2 separate regions of the Zea mays genome follow, and region 1 is linked to region 2. Evidence: chromatin contacts called from public Hi-C data. All regions are on one chromosome and are shown on one strand. The core of a region is the stretch at or near the end of the contact, and the rest is flanking DNA. Distances in the headings are between cores, read along the strand shown.

The links. A called contact is a pair of places that touch in the nucleus more often than the background predicts.
Region 1: a contact with region 2 is called in a Hi-C map of tassel, with 3 times the contacts expected there. The contact joins the promoter of LOC100281255 here to the promoter of LOC100381413 in region 2. A contact is called at or near these places in 9 of 25 Hi-C or Micro-C datasets (bundle sheath, ear, endosperm and 3 more).

Annotation. Positions count from the first base shown.
Region 1 is chr1:29,507,592-29,513,831 of Zm-B73-REFERENCE-NAM-5.0, reverse strand. LOC100281255 (branched-chain-amino-acid aminotransferase) reads left to right here and starts at 3,395. Exons shown (of 8, transcript NM_001154174.2): 1 at 3,395-3,792; 2 at 4,061-4,149; 3 at 4,292-4,475; 4 at 4,666-4,845; 5 at 4,940-5,071; 6 at 5,152-5,250; 7 at 5,336-5,661; 8 at 5,747-6,043. The coding sequence starts at 3,682. The coding sequence ends at 5,864.
Region 2 is chr1:29,232,918-29,239,381 of Zm-B73-REFERENCE-NAM-5.0, reverse strand. LOC100381413 reads right to left here and starts at 2,901. Exons shown (of 11, transcript NM_001174254.2): 1 at 2,796-2,901; 2 at 1,879-2,105; 3 at 1,257-1,359; 4 at 975-1,152; 5 at 787-881; 6 at 553-696; 7 at 379-444; 8 at 218-286; 9 at 56-118. The coding sequence starts at 1,259. It overlaps LOC100501928, which reads right to left. Exons shown (of 1, transcript NM_001196566.2): 1 at 6,425-6,464.

The DNA.
Region 1 (6,240 bases), core at 2,146-4,645, 270 kb before region 2:
AATTGTTTTATTCTGGCAACAGAAATAACAAAAAATATTCCCATGTCATTTTTTTTTGTCTTGCTAGGTTGTCTTTAGTCGAAGTAAACCCCTGTACGTTTAGGAACAATAGAAAAATATTTATGATTAAAGCCAACTTCACATAGCAAAAGTCCATAGTTTTTTAATGTCTCGGAGGGGGAATCCCCAACTAAGTTATATTTATCTACTACTTTAAAGCATCAGTTTCGTACGTCGTGAGTCACATACAAAATGGATATGTTTGTTCCTTTTCACTGCTTCTCACCTACCAATAAGTCGTTCACCACAGATGATCCACCGTGAGAAACCAACCAAGCCCAATATGACAGAAAGCTACACGTAGCGTAGCGGTGCGCTCTCACATAGTACAATCTTGCTAGCTAAAGGACAACGAGCGATCAAGAAAGTTATAAAAAGTATGCCAGACTCCTTTTCGACTCATCATTTTCTCGATCTTTTGGCTAAGATTTTTTTGGTACGAGGAAGATCCCTATTTCTATTGTGATCATAACAGAAATACAGAGTTCAGGATATAGCAACCATAATAGCAAGCTAACAGAACAGAACTAGGAAGTGGCACATGGTGGTAGGATCTACCTACAAAAGTTCATGCAGACAGAGTTTTCCTTCTAGGACGATCTGATTCAGGTCTCACCAGAAGTGCCAAAACACCATACACCACAAGAGCAAGCCCACGCAGGGGCCACACAGATCGGCTAGCAGCGACAACGATCATAAATGGTCTAAGCCAGAAACCATCAGCAAAAAGGGCACATATGAATTAATCAACGAAGATGGGTGCAATGGCGGATCTTCGGAAATGAATGTTGACACCATACAGGCATGAATGTTGTCTTTTAGCTAAGATAAATTGTAATATTTGTTCTTATTAGTTTAATATCTGATATGTATAATATATGTTCACTTTCATATTAATTTATTTATGGATATCAAATATGCAATGTGTTGTCACAACACATGAGTATTATACTAGTATTACTTAATGTTTTGAGGCTTGTATTAGACGGAAATTACATTAGAGAAGATGGGGATACAACAAATTCAGATTACATCTTTGGCATTGGTCGTGAACGCCGTCGCCGTGAATGAAGGAGTTCAGTAAGGGGGGTCATTATACCATAGTGCAATTTTAGCGACCTTAATTGAGTATTAACTGTTGATTGATAAATGTTAAAAATCAATGATTGATTACTAAATATGTTTAGCTATGGTTTATGTTGGTCTTAAATGTCTATAAATTTAACAACTTATGTCACTATAGAGGCTCATTGAAGACATAGCTATATAAAAATATTAAACAATGGATACCATTCAAAAGTCTATTAATTTATCGATACCCTTGTTCCACCAAACCATATGAACCCGCCACCTCCAATGAAAAAAAAAACTAGCCTCATCTCTCCTCCATCTTGCACCAGCTAGCCTAGGCGCCACTGTAGCCCCAGCCCCGTCACCGTCAGCCAGCCGCCCTAGCTCCCGGCGGCCATCCGCCTCAGCCTCAGCCCCAGCCCCAGCCCCACCCTAAAACGATATTCCACTTTTGTTTTTTTTTATTTTCTATTAACGCCGTTCTAAATCAAACATTAAGAACAAAAATACTATGAGTGTTGACAAAGTGGCGAGACATAAATTTTACTGTGAATAAACAATTAGATTCACAAGCCAAAACGTATCCCTCTCATCATATTAATTAATGTTGGTAAACCTTCCTAAAACGCGATTCCATTTTTGTTTTTAATTTCCTATCAACGCCCTTCTAAATCAAACACTAAGGAAAAATTACTAAGAGTAGTATGCTTTTCCACTTTTGTATTAGGCGCAGCTGTGTAGTATGCTTTTGGCGAATAATATTAAAAAAGATTTGGATTTTCAGCTTTAGCGGATGTCTTCCATGTCCATTGCTTGTTCAATGCCATGGTCTAAAAATAAGATTGTATCATTCACATATTAGAATCAAGAGATCATCGTAGTCCAATTATATATATTGTCAATTGTTTTAAGTATATTTTAGGTGCTTCGACAATGAATTACCAGAGAGGAGGGAAGAAGAGACCTGAAAGCTTGATCGGTACGTTTGTGAAGGAAAAGACAATGAATGCCCCTCATAGGATTTTGTAGTCTATGTGTATAGAACTCTGAGCATGTTTGTAATACAAATTTATACTCCAATTTATCACTATAAATAGAGCTACAGTGTCATACGTACGGACACTTTAGGCCCCGTTCGGTTTATAGGAATTGGAGCTCAGGATTGATTACTGGCCGGATTACTTCTCTAATTTATATAGATTTCGATGAGTTGGAATGAATCCAGGTTTATTCCGGTAGAAGCGAACGGGCCCTTAGAGTGATCCGGATTGCTCTGCCTTCAAGCCGTGACTTCCTTACCTAAGCGGATGGATGGTAGGGAGTATCTGACGCATATCCACGTCGATACATATCATCGACTCAGAAGATGGTTCGTTCTATGGATCACCGACGGCATGGTCAGCTGGTACGGTCCCGCCCATTCAATAATGGTCACGCCTATCTAGGCGTCCGCACTCTGCAGATCAGGACTTTTTGGGCACTCGTCGTCCCTTTTGCACCTACACCTGCCTAAAATAGTAAAATTGATATATGTATAATATACCAACATACCCCCACCACCACCAGATATGGCAGCAAGTCATGGGCTCTCCAAGGACCATGCATGCATGCAGATAACTACTACTCATCACTAGATAAGACAGCGTGAAGAAAAACACAAGAGCTGAAAGAGGAGTACTGGTTGGTGAGGCAACCAAGGTAGCTAGCTCATGTGAAGCAGAGCGCCAGGAGAAAAGGAGACGGAGTACAAGCAAATTTGGACACCTGCACGCTCGGCTGCGACGACGTCTAGTGGAAGCGAAAGCAGCTAGCAGCTGACATGAGCTCCATCGATCTCAACCCTGCCCTGATCAGTGATCAATGAACACTTCCCCGTTGCATGAGCCGTTGCCATCGACGACGGCTACACGTGGCGGAACCGTACGACGCCTTCCTAGTTTCCCGGCCGGCGAGCTCCGACCCTCACGCGTGCAGAGACGCAAGCGAGCCGGCCAGCGCTAGGTCAGTTGGCTCTGTCTCAAGGCAAGCTGTATACCCGAGACGATCTTTTATCATGCATGACCCCCCCCCCCCCCCCCCCCCCCTGACGCAATCGGACGCTGCAATTTGCACGCTCCGTGCCAATAGCTGCAAACCCAAGTTCTATCGCTTTCTGCAGGACTAGCTGTAGCAGCAGTGGACGAATACACAGCGCCGGAAACGAGCGTTCGCCGCCAGGCTATCCGCCGCTTGCATAAGTACAGCCCACTCCGACTCCGTATGGGACACATGGGCGGGTGCGTGGTGCACTGGTGCTTCCATCGAACTGTGCTCGTTTGATTAATTTGCCCTCCTCTTCCTTCCCTCCAGCTAACCCATCAGCCATTGGTAGGTAGCCCGTGAACGAAGGTTGCAACCATAACTCTTCTCTTCCCACGAGAGAGAGAGAGAGAGAGAGAGAGAGAGAGAGAGAGAGAGAGAGAGAGCTTGACCGAAATCCACATACCGTGTATAGCTAGTGGTAGCAGTGCAGCCGGCCGGGGTCTAAAGAAGGGGGACCGTACGTACTGCATGGCCGCGTTGACATCTGCGAAGGGCGCTCTCCTTCCGTCGTGGGCTCGCAGCAGCAGCAGCGGCCATGGCGGCGACTTGTGGAGGGTCCTGGGGAAGGCGTTGGCTACGGTGCGTGCGCGATTCTCGCCGTGTGTAGTGTGTGCCTGTGCGCACCGTTCACATCACATCCCAATCCCATGCGTTAACCTCTCGCCGTGTGGAAGCTGGACTGTGCGGCCCGCTTTTACTCGTTTCCGTAACCGATCGTTTCTTCTTAATTCGGCCGTGGCCGCCGCCGCGTCCAGGACGATCGATGCCTCTCCCCGCCGCGATGAGATCATCCATGCTCAGAGGTCGGTGTAACCTCTTCCTCCCTTTCGCTGCTCGCTGTTCGCAGGCCGGAGGAGGAGGCGGCGGCGGATGCTCCCTTCTGCTCCCGCGCCGGTGGCAGTCGTCGCTGCCGCAGCTGGACCACGTCGCCGACAGGTGAGCCTCAGTGACAGACAGTACGCCCGGCCGCAGATCCCGATCGGGCATTCTCCGACCGACTCCCCCATTGTTTCGCCATCTTTTAAGTCTGCCGGCCGCAACGTGCATCATGCAGCATGCGTGTGAACGTACTACGCAGGTCCAACGAGGAGAGCGGCGGCGAGATCGACTGGGACAACCTCGGCTTCGGCCTCACCCCGACCGACTACATGTACGTCACGCGGTGCTCGCCGGAGGACCGCGGCGACTTCCCCCGCGGCGAGCTCTGCCGCTACGGCAACATCGAGCTCAGCCCCTCCTCCGGCGTTCTAAACTACGCCCAGGTTCGTTCTCGTCCTCGTTCCGTTCCGTCTTCTCTCTAGTAATTAAACTACTGTATATCGACGACGGTGACGAAACGAAACACCCTGGACGACGCCGACGTTAATTGAATATTATCTTAGTAGTAGTTAACAAATTATTGGCACGCATGCCTGGCTGCTACTGCGACCAACCGCCGCCCGCTCCCTGCAGGGCCTGTTCGAGGGAATGAAGGCGTACCGGCGGCCGGACCGGGCCGGGTACACGCTGTTCCGGCCGGAGGAGAACGCGCGGCGGATGCAGCGCGGCGCCGAGCGCATGTGCATGCCGGCGCCGTCGGTGGAGCAGTTCGTCCACGCCGTCAGGCAGACAGTCCTCGCCAACAGGCGCTGGGTACGTGCGTACGTTCCGCTGTTTGCCCGCCCCGCCCCAGCCACGCGCCGGCGCCGACCAGCGATCACTTGCGTGCCATGCGTTCCGTTTGCAGGTGCCGCCGCAGGGGAAGGGAGCCCTGTACCTCCGGCCTCTGCTCGTGGGGAGCGGCCCGATCCTTGGGCTGGCTCCGGCCCCCGAGTACACCTTCCTCATCTACGCCGCACCCGTTGGGAACTACTTCAAGGTCAGTTAGTTTCCACTGCCACACCGGTTCCGTTCCTGCTGAACAGAGAACGAGACGCGACCTTGATTTTTTTTTTTCAGGAGGGCCTGGCGCCCATCAACCTGGTGGTGCATGACGAGTTCCACCGCGCGATGCCCGGCGGCACCGGCGGGGTCAAGACCATCGCCAACTACGCGCCGGTACGTCCCGTCCGTCCGTCCGGGACAAATCTATACTATCGCCCGACGACGCGCTCTGACGGGGCTGCATTGTGATGTGCTGCAGGTGCTGAGGGCGCAGATGGACGCCAAGAGCAAGGGGTTCACGGACGTGCTGTACCTGGACTCGGTCCACAAGCGGTACCTGGAGGAGGTGTCGTCGTGCAACGTGTTCGTCGTCAAGGGCGGCGTGGTCGCCACGCCGGACACCCGGGGCACCATCCTGCCGGGCATCACGCGCAAGAGCGTCATCGAGCTCGCCAGGGACCGCGGATACAAGGTTGAGGAACGCCTGGTTTCCATCGACGATCTGGTGGCCGCAGACGAGGTGTTCTGCACCGGGACCGCGGTGGTGGTTGCTCCCGTGTCGACAGTCACGTACCAGGGCGAGAGGTGACAACTCTCTCCTCGTTCGTTCTTCGTGTGCCCGGGGCATATACGACGCCTATCGACAGAGAGTGACAGAGCTTTCTTTCAGGTATGAGTTCAGAACGGGGCCGGACACGGTGTCGCAGGAGCTGTACACGACGCTGACATCCATTCAGATGGGCATGGCCGCCGAGGACAGCAAGGGATGGACAGTAGCAGTAGAGTAGATTAATAAGGTTGGGGAATGCCATCGCCACGACATTGGATCCTACATCAGTATTGTCATCCGGTAGAATGCATACTCGGTTGATCAGCATATGTAGTGTTGCAGCAAATTGAAGAATAAACCGTGTGTGTTCGATGGCGATCAGTGACGAGGCCATTGAGCAGCCATTGATTTGATCTCCGCGAGTCCCTTGTGCACTCATGTTCCATGGCATTCTCTGCATCGACAGCTCCGTTTGAATGTATGGCGGTGTAATTAACGTCACACAAGCTAGATACGATACGATCAGTCTTGTAGTAAGCAACGCAGGTCCGATACAGTCTCTGTGCAGCATAGCCGTAGCACAGAGCGGTCGGGTCCGTCGGCAGGTCGTTCTC
Region 2 (6,464 bases), core at 1,652-4,151:
AGATCAATCTAAAGGCATTTTCTTTTTCAACCCGAGTTGAGCTTTGCAACCTTACATCTTGTAGGTCGAGGTCACAGTTGAGCCCAGGGCCGATCGCTGAGAGCTTCATCGAAAGGAACTGAAATGTCCAACGCAAACATGAAAGTGAAGACTCGGCCATTGGCCTAAACAAACCATAGAGTAAACCTCCAAAACCATAAGTTTTCGATACACTAACCTCAATCTGTCGCTGCAGAGATTGCACATAGTTTATGATCTCATCAAGCATCATGGCCTTGCCTGTAATCTGCCTTGTCATAAGAAACATGTCCCTAATGTTTAGAACACACCATCACCACATCAGTATTAACGTAAGGGTCTACTTGATGCCATCCATACCTTGTTGCAACCTGGGACAAGGTCTTGAAGAAGCTTCATCCTTTCATTTATCTTTTCCCTTCGAAACTGCAGTTCGGACAGGCATGCTACCGTAAGCAACAGAATTGAGGCATTTCAATCGGAGCGTTAACTATGTCGCTCAAAGAAAAATGTTGCTTAAGAGGTAGAAACTACTCTTTCTGCAAGGCTGTGGCTGTTGGTGGCTTGGCCGCGCTTTGCCCGGACATGCACGTAGTCCTCTCTCTTGGCTCTAGCATCACCCGCCTTCTCATCAGCACACTCCATGCTGACTTCTCGCTGCAATGCACTGGTTTCACCCTGCAGTAATACATTTACATGTACAGTAGGATGAAATAGAGGGAGTGTGATACGATGAGAGAAAGCAATGGAAGCTTCTAGCTTCCTTACTAGAGAACGTAGTGATGAACTGTCCTCTCCAGAACCCTTCCTTTTGCCATCCTCTAAACACTTGCCTGTGTTCATATTTCTATTTAGTTGAGCATCTGGGAAGAGTTGGGATGTGGAATGTTATTGGTCAGAATCTTCACAGATCAGCGGCTGTTGTTCCTAAGAAAATGAATTGGGAATAACCATACCTCCAGTAGAACTGTAGAGCTGAACCCCCTCTTGCATGCCTGCATTGGTCATTGGGGAGACGACAGGCTCATCAAAATCCATGGTATGGTAATGGTCTAGTGAAGTAAGCAGATTACTTCCGATTGAGAAGCACTGCTCTTCCTCTCTGTCGGGATCGGTGCGCGGAGGGGAATACATCTGCCAAGAATCAACGATGACCTTGTCACATTGCAATGCAAACCGAAGAGGTAGATAGCTCTATCCATGTTGCAAACTGAACGGACATAAACGTATGTACTCACCATCCTACTCTGATACTTGGACTCAGTGCGATGTCGTTGCAATCATTTTGGGGGAGGGGGAATGCCTGGTAATCTTCTAGCTTGTCATTGCCAGGTCTGCCAACTGAAGTTGCCTTACTTAAAGGGTGGAGTAGATCGAGAGCTGGGCACAGTCAATTCCTTGCAAGACTCAACAAGGAACAACTAACCGGTGCAGCCTTACATAAAGATTGCCCAAAGTGAAAAGGCTAAGTAAGCCTGGCGCAACGCAATAGACAAACGCCAAGGGCAAAAGCGGAAACCGAGTCCTGGAATAGAATTGCTGGTACTGGTACTACTACTAACAACCATGCACCAGCTGGATCACATCCAGAGGTCAGAATAAAGAGTGTTCTGAGTGAAGATCGATTGCAGTGGCTGCTGGAAACTGAAGACCCTAGCGACCAACCCAAGGATCAGATGCTAATGCTATCCAGTGCATGTATGGGCCAGCCCAGAATAAGGTTAATTATTAGACAACGAACCGGACCCATCTAAGTCTAAACCCTCTAAAACATTGCCTCTACTGAAGTTCTGTCCTCCAGATTTCCTTACCAACCCAACTCATGAGCCTAAAGTTTGAGAAAGTAAGCAATTTACTTACTGTATTTAGTTGCTGAAGGACTATAAAGATCTCTTCAAGGATTTACTTGAAATGGATTCCACAATTCAGCATAATTGCACAGATACTGAATGCAAGTTCAAGTGGATATAGTGATTGGTCACCAATAAGAACTCTAATATCTCTCTTTTTTCTTCTTCTCATATTTGCGAGTGCAAACGTACAATGCCTAAACAAAGTTAGGTAATTGCTGACTTGCACACACACCCCTACAAAACGAAAATGTGAGAATTCAGAGACCGTAGAATCAGATCCACAGAACAAGAAAGAGGACAACAGCTAAGAAAGTGTGGCATTCAAATCACCAGGGGAATAACCGAAGCAGCTTAGGGACTAAGATCCAGCCATCCGAAAACCAAAAGGCTAGCTGGTTGTATTCCTTTTCCTGGGGCCAAGCCTCCAGGATAGGGGATTGCTCAAAACTTAACAGAGCGTACTGTCCCCACCCCAAACCATCGAAATTTGATCCTGGGGAACCACAAGTGATGGATTGGCAAATATTATCGTCATAACTCACTACTTCATATCCTGTTCTATAGCATGACGATGTAAGAATCACCAGGATCCCGGAGAAGCAAATTTCGGCCAAGAAAGGCTCAAGCGATGCTGGTGCTTGTCCCTTTTCTCTGAAGCAAAGACTAAGCAGGATATGGAGAAGCAAAAAAAAAACACTCCGATGCAGTGCATAAATCATTTGGTACAAGGCCAATATCGCTTAATGAGTTAGCATAATTCCTGAAAATGAATGGGTGGGGCAGAGACAAATGATTGGGCTGTTCAAAGAGACAGAGTACTCATGAAGAGATGAACGCAATTTGCTATCTTCAAAGAGAACATCATACTGCAGCGCCAGTAGCAAATAAAGAAAGGAAAAAAAGATGAAATAAGGTACGACGCACCTGTACTTGTCCCGAATACAGACCTATTCCCAAAGAGCATGCCACAGTACATATAAAGTACCAATAATAGAGCATATGATTTCTTGTTACCAGCGGTGAGAGCTGCTGCTCCCCTGTTCGTCTTCGATCTGATATTCCACTGTTGCTCAGCAGCCCTTTGCTAGAGTAAATAGTTTTCACCATGAATGTCGTGCGCACATGTGGCCACGACTGAAAACAGTTCTCCACCAGGCTTTCACCGCCTAATATTATTTTTTTCTACACCCAGTAAACTTAGCCGCAACAGCAAGCACACAAATACTTCTCTTGTGGAAGCCTGATTGGGTACTTGCATGTTGGCATCACCACGAGATAGTCCTTCCACACTGCCAACTGCCGTGAAATTAGGTCTTTCCTAACAAACACCACATGTTCTATTATTGCACGTTGTACATTGCCATACTTTACTGCCGCTCAGTGGGCTTTTCCTAGTGTCTATGTAGGACAGTAGGAGTAGGAAGCGGTTCATCAATGTCCTGTTTCACAGGAATATGGGTGCCATCGCAGCCAGAATTATTACCGAGCAATAGCGGAGATGGGGGAGCTGCTGGTAGGGGGCTGGACGCCGAATAATACAGTCAAAGCGAAGACTAGCATGCAGCAGGGGTATCACATCCTGCAGTGCTTCCTGCCTGACAGAGGTAGCCAATAGAGGCGTATCGTCACCGAATTGGATTCTGGTTGGGGCTTGTTTGCGCTTGTGTAGGTGCAGCACCGCGCAGCTTCCATCGTTGTACATTCGTACCTGTTCCAAAATTAATGCACAATGAATACTAGAATACTCCAATGTCCAACTGAAGGGAACAGAGATTCTGTCTCGCTGCAGTAGTCTTCCTACGTTCCAAGGTTGATATATGCTGGATAAATAAAAACACATCAGGAATGTGTTTGTATTTTATGTGAATAATATGTCCACAAGTTACACAAGACGATACAAGTGCAGAATCGCATAGTACATATCCTGATCCATTAAACGTCGAACCAACGATCACCTGTCGTTTAGCCAAACGACCGATTAGGTTAACTGTGCAAATAATAGAAGGTACAATAGATTAAAACACCTCGTACAAAAAGTAGATGAAAACAATAAATTGTCCATGCAGAAAACGATCTAACACCAACATAATACACACTGGCAATTTTATAGCCCCCACACCTAGTGCCATTTTGTGTGCAAGCAACTGCTACTACATAAAAGCATATACACCAACCACAAATGAGAATCAAAATTCAGATCAACAATCATAGCAATGAGATCTCATGGCAGTAAAACACTTACCCAATCCAGATTTATAAAGTCTTTCCTCCCATGCCACCCCCCACAGTCTTTTCAGCGCACCAAACCACAAGCAAAGAGTCCGTCTCAGAAAGCTGAAGCCTTTTCTCGGGCTCCGAGACAGGTCTGATTTTAGTACTGGTAACAGTGGCTCAGTGCCAGTTAAGTGATCAGAAAGGCAGAAAGCTAAACCTCGTGACAGTCATTTCACGGTTTAATAACATAATAGAAAAGGGTAAATGAGGCCAATAGTCAATAGGACATGTGTAAACAATGCAGAGTGCATGCACGCGTACACCAAAAAGAAGTGTCCTTTCTTCATGTGGTCAATGTAAAGTTCACCTTAAAAGAATTTTGCAATCTTTGGTCCCCCAATGGTGGAGGATGATCTATGTATGGTTCATTACATCTATCATAGGCCACAAAGCAGCATGGTACAAAAGCATCAAGCAGAAATGCTTCACAAGTCCAGCAAGCTATGATCGCCCCACACTATCCCCAGTCTGATACGACTGAATTGCATAATGAAATGGTCAAGCCACAACTCAAGCACCTGAAAGTTCAGACTATATTTACATTATCTAGGAACACGGATAACACAAGAATAAACACATCAAAGTGAAGATTCTGAATAATAACCACCCCAATCAAGACAGTATCTTCACATTTTGCCTTGACCAATCAAACAATAAATAAATGTATTATCAACTTTCTGAATCATCCAAGTGAGAAGTATGAGGAGAACAAGGACATCGATATTATAGTATCATAGAATAGAAGACAATAAGATGCCAGTCAGATGCAACAACAGCTCATGTCCATATGTCAAAAACATGTATCTGCAACCTCGAAAATGGACAAATAAGTAAACAGTGATATGAAACCATACTCAGAACCATGACAACGCAACTGGAGGTAATACAGAAGCTCATAATTTCTATAGAGAAAAGAGATAATAACCATCCAGTGCTTGCAAGAATAATATTCTACGACAACAGAAAGAATGTTACCCCAGTGAGTTGTGTATCAATGTATCATACAAACTGTAACAGAACAAAAAAAATTACAACTCATTAGACCTGTATTTAGTTTTTGGTTGGGGATTTGCAAAAACACACGCATGCACCGATGCACGCACGTGGAGACTCACTGGCGGTCCTCATCATGTCACATAAACTTGTACTGCAGATGATGTGCATGTGTGTGTGCGTGTGTGTTTTGGGGGATTGGGGGGTTGTAGTTCCAGAAAGCTAGGTAATAGGTATAGTATTAAATTCTGGCTTTTAGGAGTATGTTTAACCCAGCCATCCCTATATAAAGAGACAATATTCAGGAATAAAAGGAACAAAAGAAGTTATGGCCTATGCATGTTCCCTCAACTCACCGCCACTATGGTTAGATCGAGGCTTGTACCTTCTCCCATTGAGCAATTCACATTCACCACACAACAGCACGACAAATAAACAATCATCGTTTTTAATCATAGATTCATACAACATACCCAGGTACAGAATTGTTATAGGCTTATAGCCTCAACTAGTTACATCAACATAGTCCTAGTATGTTACATACATCCCAAAATGATCCACATGTCATTTATTCAAAGCTGCACTTCTTATCATCACACTGATTCTTCCAGTAATGGATTTTTTTAAAAAAAAAACATGCATACGCCATCTAGTGGTAGATATTAAAACAAAAACTGTATCAGATTGTTTGATGTTTTAGCTCTAATTTGTATACAAGATTACTACGCAGTTCTCGGCATCAGTGATATTTCGCTGTTTTAAATAAAACAAAACAGCACCTTAATAATACTCCCTCTGTCCCAAATTAAAATTTGCTTTAGCCTTTTAATAGATTCATACAATAATTTATGCATGTGTTTTGTATATATGTCTAGATTCATCATCATCTATTTGAATATAGACATAAAAATCAAAAGCTAAAACGAATACTAATTTGGGACGGAGGGAGTAGTATGCTTCCATTATTTCATACAGCTCTAGACCAAGACTGATGACAGAATAATAGTATAATAGAAGAACCTGATTATTCTATTTATCACTGAGCTACTGAAAGTAGCATGTATGTCAAAGGAAAATACCTAATAAGAAAAATGTAAATCATATTGACATCATGATATGGGGAAAACATGAAGATGTGGAGATAAAGCTATCAATGTTATAGATTGAATATTTAATGCAAATAAATTTAAGCAGCACCCTGAAGTTTAAAGCTATTACACACGAATACATCTATCTACACATTCAACCAAATTACAATGACCGTGTCTAGATAATTCGTTTGAGAATAGAACAAGGGTACTTTATTACTAGGACACTGGATTACAT